Regions from separate parts of the Zea mays genome. Here region 2 is linked to region 1. Evidence: chromatin contacts called from public Hi-C data. All regions are on one chromosome and are shown on one strand. The core of a region is the stretch at or near the end of the contact, and the rest is flanking DNA. Distances in the headings are between cores, read along the strand shown. Region 1 holds the start of LOC542492 (diphosphonucleotide phosphatase 1). Region 2 holds the start of LOC100194130.

What was found. A called contact is a pair of places that touch in the nucleus more often than the background predicts.
Region 2: a Hi-C map of leaf shows a contact between it and region 1, with 5 times the contacts expected there. The contact joins the promoter of LOC100194130 here to the promoter of LOC542492 in region 1. A contact is called at or near these places in 2 of 25 Hi-C or Micro-C datasets (endosperm and leaf).

The regions. Positions count from the first base shown.
Region 1 is chr10:15,768,208-15,772,792 of Zm-B73-REFERENCE-NAM-5.0, forward strand. LOC542492 (diphosphonucleotide phosphatase 1) reads right to left here and starts at 3,248. Exons shown (of 9, transcript NR_158665.1): 1 at 2,989-3,248; 2 at 2,548-2,623; 3 at 1,683-1,756; 4 at 1,394-1,596; 5 at 522-732; 6 at 278-376; 7 at 48-201.
Region 2 is chr10:15,897,859-15,903,146 of Zm-B73-REFERENCE-NAM-5.0, forward strand. LOC100194130 reads right to left here and starts at 2,693. Exons shown (of 2, transcript NM_001139183.1): 1 at 2,385-2,693; 2 at 1-628. The coding sequence starts at 2,510. The coding sequence ends at 374.

The DNA of each region.
Region 1 (4,585 bases), core at 1,998-4,497:
TCTTGCAGCAGTTATTTTGGGAAAAAGAAAAAGAACATCAAATTAACCTGTCACGACAATTGATCCTGCTGCATGGTCCCATATTTTCTCTCTATAACCTTTGTGTGGAAAGCGCAAGTAAATGGCGCCATCACCTCGGGCCAGAGCACCATATTTTGCTTGGCTGTCGATTCTAACTGGAGGAGCTTGGACACCAAGTTTCTGATAGCATTAAAAAACCAGATTACTTATGTACTCCTGTGGATATCGAGTAAGCAAAGAATAGTTTGGAAGCTACCTCTGCAATAGAGCCAGTCAAATCATGCATGGAGTGTGCACTTTCATAGGATTCAAAAAATGATGCATTGACAGGATTGTCGATGGAGCAAACACTAATCTAAATTAAAGTTCACCAAGAGTCAGTAAAAAATTCATAAATTGAAGATTATAACCAAATAATGATCAAGAGAAACTAAAATGTTTTAGTACGAGAGAAGGTAGGTTAAGAACTTAAGATTATTGATCAAAATAAAAGCTATAACCTTTTGTGGTGGAGAGCCATCTAAGGACTCTACTTGAGCCCCACAACCAATTGTAGCAGAAAACAGGGCACCAACTTTATCTCCCGAAGAGTTACCATTGATGTTGTTTATTGATGACAATGGAAGATTTGGACAAGCCAATACACCCAAAACAACTTTACCTTCATCAAGCAGAGCCAATGCAATGGCATATTGGTCGCCCCTCAAGAAACTGATTCAGGTCATAAAATAAAAATTCAGATAAGGTATGACAATTATTAGCAAGGCTGGCAAATCAGTGGTGTACGGCTATCTATTAATTAAAATCTTGAATAGAAGGAAGCCAAACAGTTATTCATTATTATCAGGTTGCAATGAACCATCACCATAAATGCAATGCTTTTGAAAGGCATTCCCAGGACTTGTACACAGTGGAACATGGATAAACACTGAATTGTATAAGCCTTTTGTAATCTAACTATTTAAGTATAGAAACCAAAAAGATACATATAAGTTAACATTAGCATTTAGTATATATGCATTTGGAAGTACTCCATAAATCTTGCATCAATTTACAAAAGATAAATGAATGTATTAGTCTATTTTGCTGCAGTTCATAGACCTAAGAAAACAGAGATAAAACATTCAACTTGATATTAATAAAAAAATAATACATCATAATCCTCACACATTAGAGATATAGGTTCATGAGACAAACAAGATAGTGGTGCCTGCTAGACTGCTACTTTAATTTCATCAGAAATAATGTAGAAACACATTAAATCAGCAAGAATAGAGAAGATATAACATATGGTAATGCAAATGGTAGAAAGAATCCAACATTTATTAGAGTATACAAATATGAAACCTACTAGTTAAGTTGCCAAACTCACCCTTTAGTACCGTCAATCGGATCAAGCACCCAATGTCGTCCAGATGGACCTCCCTCAGACTTCCCATCATCAATTGCAGAGAGTATACCTTCCTTTGTAAACGAAATGTTATATGAACCATCATCAAAGATGGTTTCATTGACAAGGTCAGTAATATCTTCCAAAATTTCTTCAGCGCCATCTTTTCTCAATTCATCTGAGTCCTACATAAGCACTTGATGCCTATTAATTGCAGAAGCACTAATGAATGCTACATGGAAACAGGTAGAAAGAGAAATAGTATTGTTACCTCTTCAGCCACCAATGAAAATGGTCCAGATGATACATCCATCTTTAAGGAAAAACCGACCAATATTTGAGATCCTAATGTGTGAAAGAAAATTGGCAAGTAAACAGCGAGTTGGGAGAAAGCACAAGTTTTTGGGTTGATCTCAAAGGACTCGATCATGGTTGATCATATCCTATCCTAACACACCCTGATCGAGGGCACAATAACATGTTCGGTTGCAGCCCCCTTTCACACCGCAGAAACAAAAGCGGGGACGGGAGCTGCCACAGGAAACAACATTCCGATTCCCTATACACTCAATCTAATCTATTCTGTTCTGCGGAAGTGGAGGGAAGGCCGTCGCCACCTCTCACTGTCCCTGTGTGAGACCCCTACTGCACCTCGCCGTCGCTGGGCAACGAAAACCCACCCTAAGTTTTACGCATCTAGTGGCTAGGTTTAAGGGTAAACTCCATTAGTTATTATTGCACATGTTTCACATATTAAGATGATCAACATACTAATTGAAGAATGTTTTCCATCATAGTCAACTCTCATTAACAACGTCTCTAGTTCCCTACAAGCATTAACTAACTCCAAACTTGATTTTAGTATTGTCATATGTTGAATTACAGGTGAATTATCTGCTCAAGCTTTTGGAGTCGATTGGTTAATACATGCCAGAAGCCGCTAAGTTGAAGCCCTATCTACCACAGCTTAAATGAAAAAGATACAACCGACTTCTATTCCATACCAAAGGGAGCCCGCACATGAATGAATTGCACTGATTTTTGTTCAGAAACTTTGCTTTTGGAGCGAATTGGATTTGTGGATGCAACTCAAAAGCATCAATCATACAGAATTGAAGATAAAATCCAGCACGTACCATAATCAGCCACTGTGACAGGACTTTTGTCTGCCTTAGCCTGAACGCCAGAATGCATAATATCCTGTTGAACTGTCTGGGGAGGAAACAAAACAGAAAAGAGATAAATCCAAACTGCACGGTATCCGGTCTAAACAATCAAATACGCCACCCCATCACTATATGTGATTCTTTTTTATCAGGATTAAGACCACCAATACAAGCCTGTACGGCTACACAAGCATTTCATTGTCGTAAATAAAACCATAGCAACTGGTACGCCATGAATATAGTGTTTCATAGCATATGAAAATGAAATACATTATATTATACATTTATACTAGCTAGAACATCGAGTATGAAACTACGGTACAGTGGCTGGCTCTTCCCCATTCCTGGTGCGTAAATCTAAAGCACCGGACTACGCCCGCAGCTGAACCACGGACCACGGTAGCCACGAACCTGGCAGAGTTTGGCGGCGAGGGTGACGGCCTTCTTGGCGGCGGCGAGCTCGGCGGCGTAGGGGTTCCCCGAAGCCATGGCGCGGACTGCGACAAAACGCGGCGACGCGCGGCAGGAGCGGGAGGCGGAGGAGGAGGCGTGGCGGAGGTAGGAAGGGACGGGTGGAAGAGGATAAGGGACGCGAGCTCGGGGCGTGGGTAGAGCTCGGGAGGAGACGAGGATCGCGTGCGGGAGCAGGCCCACGCGCGCAGCCATGTGCGTGCACTGCCCGGCGCCTGCGTTGGCATTTGGCAACGACCCGGCAAGGTTGGAAAGAGGGCAGATCGAATTCGGACCCGATATTGTGAATATTCGTCCACAATTATATTCACGGTAGCAGTTAATTTTCACTCACGACTATATCTATGGATAGAAATTCATATCCATATCTATATCCATCGAATTTTGGATATCCATCGAACATGTATCAGATATGACAAAGAATCATTTTCAACAATTCAATAACATAATTAATCAAATTTCCTCCAAATTCACCATATGCACAACTAAAAACTTAATAAAAAATTAAACAAATATACACGTCCTTCAAAAAAATAAATGTCTTGATTTTCAATAATAAATTCAGAATAGAAAGTTGCACATGTATACATGATTGACTAGTTATCAACAAATACATGTCTGCATGACAAATAAATAGTTTAGGTACATGTCTGCATGTCAACAAATACATTCTCAAATGACAGCAAATACATGTCTTCATGTCTCCTCTGCTTTTGGTCTTCAGCCTTCTGCCTTCTAAAGTTCTGATGATTTGATCCTAGTGTAGTGTTGAGCACTTGAGCTAGCGCTAGGAGAGCTAGAGAGGGGAGCACGGAGCAGACACACTGCCACAGGGTATATTTCAACAACAAACCGGTTGAGAGTCTACCTCTAGAAAAAATTGAAGTATTGGTTAATTTTGGATATCCAATAGATAACCCGTGGGTGAGGTTTAGTATCCAAATACATGCCCATTTTTCCTCAGGTCGGATACGGGTCTAACCCGCGAGTAAAAAAACATATCCATATCCGGATCCGTCGGGTCGGATATCCAACGTATATCTGAATCCACGGATTAAATTGCCATCCCTAAAAGAGGAAGGTGAGGTGAGACCGTGAAGGCTAGTTTGGGTTTGGGAGAACCGGAGTGGATTGGAAGGGCTTTGTGGCACCTAAACTAGAAGGAATTCTAGCCCTTCTAATCCACTCTGGTTTTATGGCTCCTAAACTAGCTTTGAGAGACACGCACGAACCGCAACCCAAACCCAATTCCGTCGTAAGCGTTCGCAAAGTAAGGTGAGACATCGAACTTCGACATCAGCCGCCGCCAGGGGCGGATCTCCACCCGGGGCTGCCTGGGCTGCAGCCCCGGTCAGAAGTCGTGGCCCACTAGAGGCCCATAGTCGCGCTCGCGCCCAGCCCCCAACCCTAGTTCCAGGCCCCGCTCCTGCCGAGGTACCAAGCGGCCTCCATCTCCAGCGCCGCAGCGAGCTCACCCGCTGACCCGCGGCCTGCGCCTCCTGCTCGGCTGCTCCAGCGCGTCGCCTCCTCTCCAGCG
Region 2 (5,288 bases), core at 1,443-3,942, 130 kb after region 1:
TTTAGTATATAAATTGTCAAATATAGAAATTAAAATAGAGTTTTAGTTTCCATATTTGGAAATTTTGGAACTAAAATGGAATAAAATGTAGAGACTAAAAATTAGTCCCTAGAAACCAAACACCCCCTAAGTACTAATCAAGAGAGCCTAGTTATGCCTCAAAAAATCGCCGCGCTATTCCAAACTCGCCGGCTATTTTAAACAAAACCAGGCCAGCCAAAGGGAAGTAATTAAAACAGGCGGGATCGAGGAAAAGAAAAAAAAAGGAAAGACAGACATGCAGTAGACTCTACTAGCTATATATGTAAACTAGTAGTACGCACACAGCTACGACCTTACGTGTAAATAAAGGAACAAGTAGCTAGCTAGCTAGCTAGAATGGCGTTGTAGCGACGTCCCTGTCGTCCATGGAGCGGCGCCGTCGGCCGCCTTTGCTCCCGCCACCGCGACAGCCTTTGGTGGAGGAGCAGCAGCAGGCGCCGAGCTCGACGTCGTCGTCCGACGACGAGGAGTCGATGGAGCTAGTGGACTTGCTGACGGCCATGATCCGCACGGGCTTAAGACCCTCGGTGAAGATCCTGATCGCCTCCTGCTCCGTCTTGGTGCTCACCACGTACAGCGCCGCCTCCTGTAACACAGAAATAAAAACGGGCTCGCTGTCATTTAATTTGGTCGTGTTTATTTACTTCAAATAATTAATTTATTTGAGACCTGCTGGGCAACTACGTAGTATCCTCTAAATTACTCTAGCTTAGCTATAGGTTACTCTAATAATCTAATTTACTACTCTCACCGTTCTTTTTTATTTATCATATTTTAATTTAAAATGATCTAATCGGTGATAAATATTTTAAAATGATCTAATCGGTGATAAATATTTTAGAACAGAGATAGTATAAGCAGTATAAGCTAGATACGCAGTGTGTTCCTCTAATTTCCTACTCCCGTCGTTTTTTTATTTATCTCACGTTTTAGTTCAAAAATAATCTAACGGCAGGGGATGTCACGGTCGTCGTCGTCACAAGTTACGCGACTTGATGTTTGTACGTACGTATGTACGCAGCTGGGTCGTCTAGCTCGTCGCAGTACAAGAAGCACGAAATATCCCATCTGCGACGTGTTGTAACAGCACACAGAGTAGGACTGAAATTATTGTGCCGGACGGGCACGTCTCTGTCTGTCACAGTTGCGCCCGTTATAACGTGTGGTGGCCAGTCGGGCGCATGGCGGGGTACACGTACGACAATCAGGTCGCGTACGTGACGGAGACCCCCGTACGTCATGGACACGTCGCACGCCAATCATGCGTGTGTATCACTATGCTACACTCGCCTTCGTAACCGGTGTTTTTATTTGAAGGAACCTAATTCACCTAAAATATATTTTAATTTAGTATAGGGTATACCAATACTTTATACTTCTGGGTACCTTAAAATGTACAGGCACTGATAACTTAATTAATGTACTAACATTTTTTTAGATGGGAGAAAGGTAGTAGGTGAGTCACTACATGGAAAGACGACGCAGTGGTGCAATATGCATGGCAATGGTACCTAAACACGTGGAAAGGACTGTCTGATTGAATAGGTTTTCAGGAACAGTGACACTCCAATTATTTGGGAATTATCTTTACAATTACTAGAATCATAGTACTTTGGGATTGAAAGAAATATATATATATATATATATAAACTAGCACCACTTCGCCGGCTAGCAAGCGCTGTATCGATCTGTTACATGTTTTTGTACATGAATTAATTATGCTACGTAGTACTCGACAGTGTTTTTAAAGCATTTCTAAGAGCTCCCTAGAAAATAACTCATAAAAATCAATTTTAAGGAACATTTAAAAAATTAGTAGGGTAAATTTTATTTTTTTTTCTCCAACAGATCTTTATCTTTTAAAACGACAGATTGTTTTTGGGAACCTAAAACTTCTTATTTGTAGCTATAAATAAGAGAGTTTTAAGTGCCATGAAAAAGTTGTGAGCACTTGGGAACTGTTAGAGATCGTTTTTTATGGTTTTTTTCAAAAAACTTGATTTAGAGGAGACTTCTGGAGAGCTCTTGAAGATGATTTTAGGAGAGGAAAAAAAAGGGAATGGTGGAGGAGATGGAGGATGCATTTACAAATCAAAAGAGGGAATATTGGATGTGATATCCGTGCATATTTATTTCGAAATATTGGATTTGCGAAACAGAAATTATTATAGATCACACACACATTGATTTAACAGGGCGGTGAAGAAATCATCCTCATGAGATGGTGAAAGAAAAAAAAATCGCCGAGAACAATGCAAGCTCCTGGGTTGAAATAGCATCTCACAATTTTCTAGTATAATATATATAATGCATTATGTGTATTCATATATGTACGTGCTTACCCTTGCGAACTTGATCTGGGCGAGGGTGAGCGTCTTGGGCTCCCACTCTATGGACGACATCCGCCCCGCGTCCTCCACCCTGCTCACCGTCGTCATGGCCGGCTCCGCCATGTCTGCCGGCGCCATGGAATATATGCTGGATGCAGAGCAAGCCTCTTCCTCTTCCTCTTCGATCGGGTGTGTACTAGTCGAGAACGTTGCCGACTTTTCTCTCCTGCTGATTCGTCAGGATGTTTCGCTACTCCTCTGCTCTGTCTCTGCGTGCGCCCGGGCTGTACTAGTCGAGAACGATGGAGGCCAGCCAAAGCCACAGACACAGAGATGGAGCCACGCCACGCCCAGGTATATATACCGCGCGCGGCGGGGCCACGGCAGGCAGGCGAGGCGACGGACGTGTCCCTCCCGTACGGGCGGGACAGGCGGCCACGTGGCTGTCGCGGAGTGGGGGCACGCGCGGCCACGCGGCGCTAGCTGCATGCGTCGTCGTCGTCCCGGACCGGAGCGGCTCTTGTTGCGTCCCGATCCGACGTGCCTGTTCGTGTGGCTGTGGTGCGCAGTCAGGTGCGGCCGGGACACGTAGTGGCGTCCCCGAGGTGGTCAGCCGCCGCGTCCAATCGGGGATCGCCGCGTCGGGGGGCTTTGACGGGCTGGGATATTATTGCGTGCCGCGCCTGCACTCGCCACCGGCCGCCCGACGGCGGCGGTCGTTACCGGCGGGTGGGACTGTTCATATGCTACTCGTCCATACCGCATGCATGTGCAAACGCCGACCGGTCCTACGTGCTCTTACGGGCATGCATGCACGTGGATCCAAAACATGTTTTGTAATTCCAACGCATGGACGATGCCGATGGTGGCTCGACCAGTGCAATTCGATCACGTACGTACGGTGACGAGAAGGGGAGGCCAAGCTGTTGTGGGCTACGACCTTCACTGTCGTCGACGTCGTGTCGCACGCACGTACGTGCGCGCGCGCTGGGGTTAGCCGCCGCCGCCGCTGCGGTGTGGCACGCTTGCGCTGCATGACACACGTGACATATAAATGGCGCGCGCGGCGGCGCAATGCATGCCGTCAGGTAACGCAACGCAACGCAACGCAACGCAACGCAACGCAGGACGCAGGCCCGACGACCGATCTGCAATATCGTGACACGAGAGGTACCTACATGCGAAACCGATGGAGCGAGAGAAAGAAAAAAAAAGGAGATATTTTGTGAACGCAAGGTGTCACGATCGAGTCCATGCGTGCAAGCGTGCGTATATGCACCGGGACCTGCATGTAGTGGTGGGGACACGGACCTTGTGACGGAGAGGCGCTCCACGTCCGGCAGGGGACACCACCGGCCGGGGCCCGCGCCCGCGAGCTGCCGCCACGCCACGCCGCCTCTCGGCCGGATCTCCGCGCCATCGCTTTCGCCTCGATACTATTACTATGACAGCACATGTCTTCGCTATGCTTGCGTTCCCCCTACCGTCTATCGCGCAACACATGTCTACTCCAGCAGCCTCCTTAGACTGACTTGACCCCAACATGCCATGCATATACGCAAACCGGCGATACATTTACGTGGCCTGATCGAGAAGAACAAAAAATGCACGTGCTCTCTCTGCGATGCATATTGCTCGGTAGTACACGGGAGATGAACAATTAACCGCTGTTTGAACATTATAAATGCGCTGCTTTTTTTTTTACCAAATGCATCGCCATATGCATTGGATGCCTCTCTATTTTTGTATGCATGTCCATTATGTACTGTACACGATACATACGGGCGGTTTGCTTCGTCCATTTGCCTTGCGCGGTTGGGGTCAATCGACGTGTCTTATATACGCATATAACTGAAATAATATAATGCATAATACTGCATCTATTCTTAAATATTTAACGTTTATTTTTGAACTAAAAATGTCGAATAAAAAACGGAGGGAGTACGTACGTAGGTAGGTGAGTGGTCGTTTTGTTTTGGATCCTATCCTACTGTCCTCCATATCTATCTTTAGGCAGCGGCGGTCATAAGATTTCAGAGATCGGGAAGGCCGGAACCAAATTTTAAATAAAAACCCTTGTTGATATTACATATAAATTTCATCAATAAAAACGCAATATGATCTACTAAAAATTATAACTTTGATAAGTTGTTTATGCTCCCGTGAGAGTGTTGTGAGACGTATTTCGTCGCCGCTTTAGCTGACGTGGTGTTTTTAGTTTGAGAAGTCATTTTATTCTAGATGAGTTGATTTATCATGGGTTTATCATATGAATTTTGATAGAATGACTATATTTCTTATGCTAGTGATTATTATTAGCTAGTAAGGAATGAGATAACAACATACCAATTCATTTAATTTTACTAACCGAACAAATAATAATAAGTAAAAGAGTAATATAGAACTTATTCTTCTAACCGTACACGCTATTCTTTCATTCTATATATATAAATAAATTAATTTTATACTATTAATGTTATTTATGTTTATGAGATGGGGCCCTATGGTCTAAGGTGGCCTGAATCAGCCGACTGTCTGACCCCCTCAGGGCTGGCACTGTCTTCATGGGTGGAGCTAAAATCACAGCATAAAGAGACCAAACAATTCATTAATACTATAAAGTAAAAAATACCGAATCATATAATAAGCTAATCATAATCAAAGAAACTTACATCATACAATTGTATAAATTGTATATTAGTTAACTCTAATAAGCCCAGAGGAAAGTGACCAGATGAATTAATAAAGGTGGTATAGAACCACAACACTGATGTCTCAAGGTCAACAGGTTTTACTCCATTCAAGCTATTGTTTGGTGACGAAGCAATAACACCGGAAGAAGCAAGAACAGGATCAATAAGAACCAAAGCTTCTACGGAGGATGAAGCTGATTGCCAAATAACAAAAGACACCATA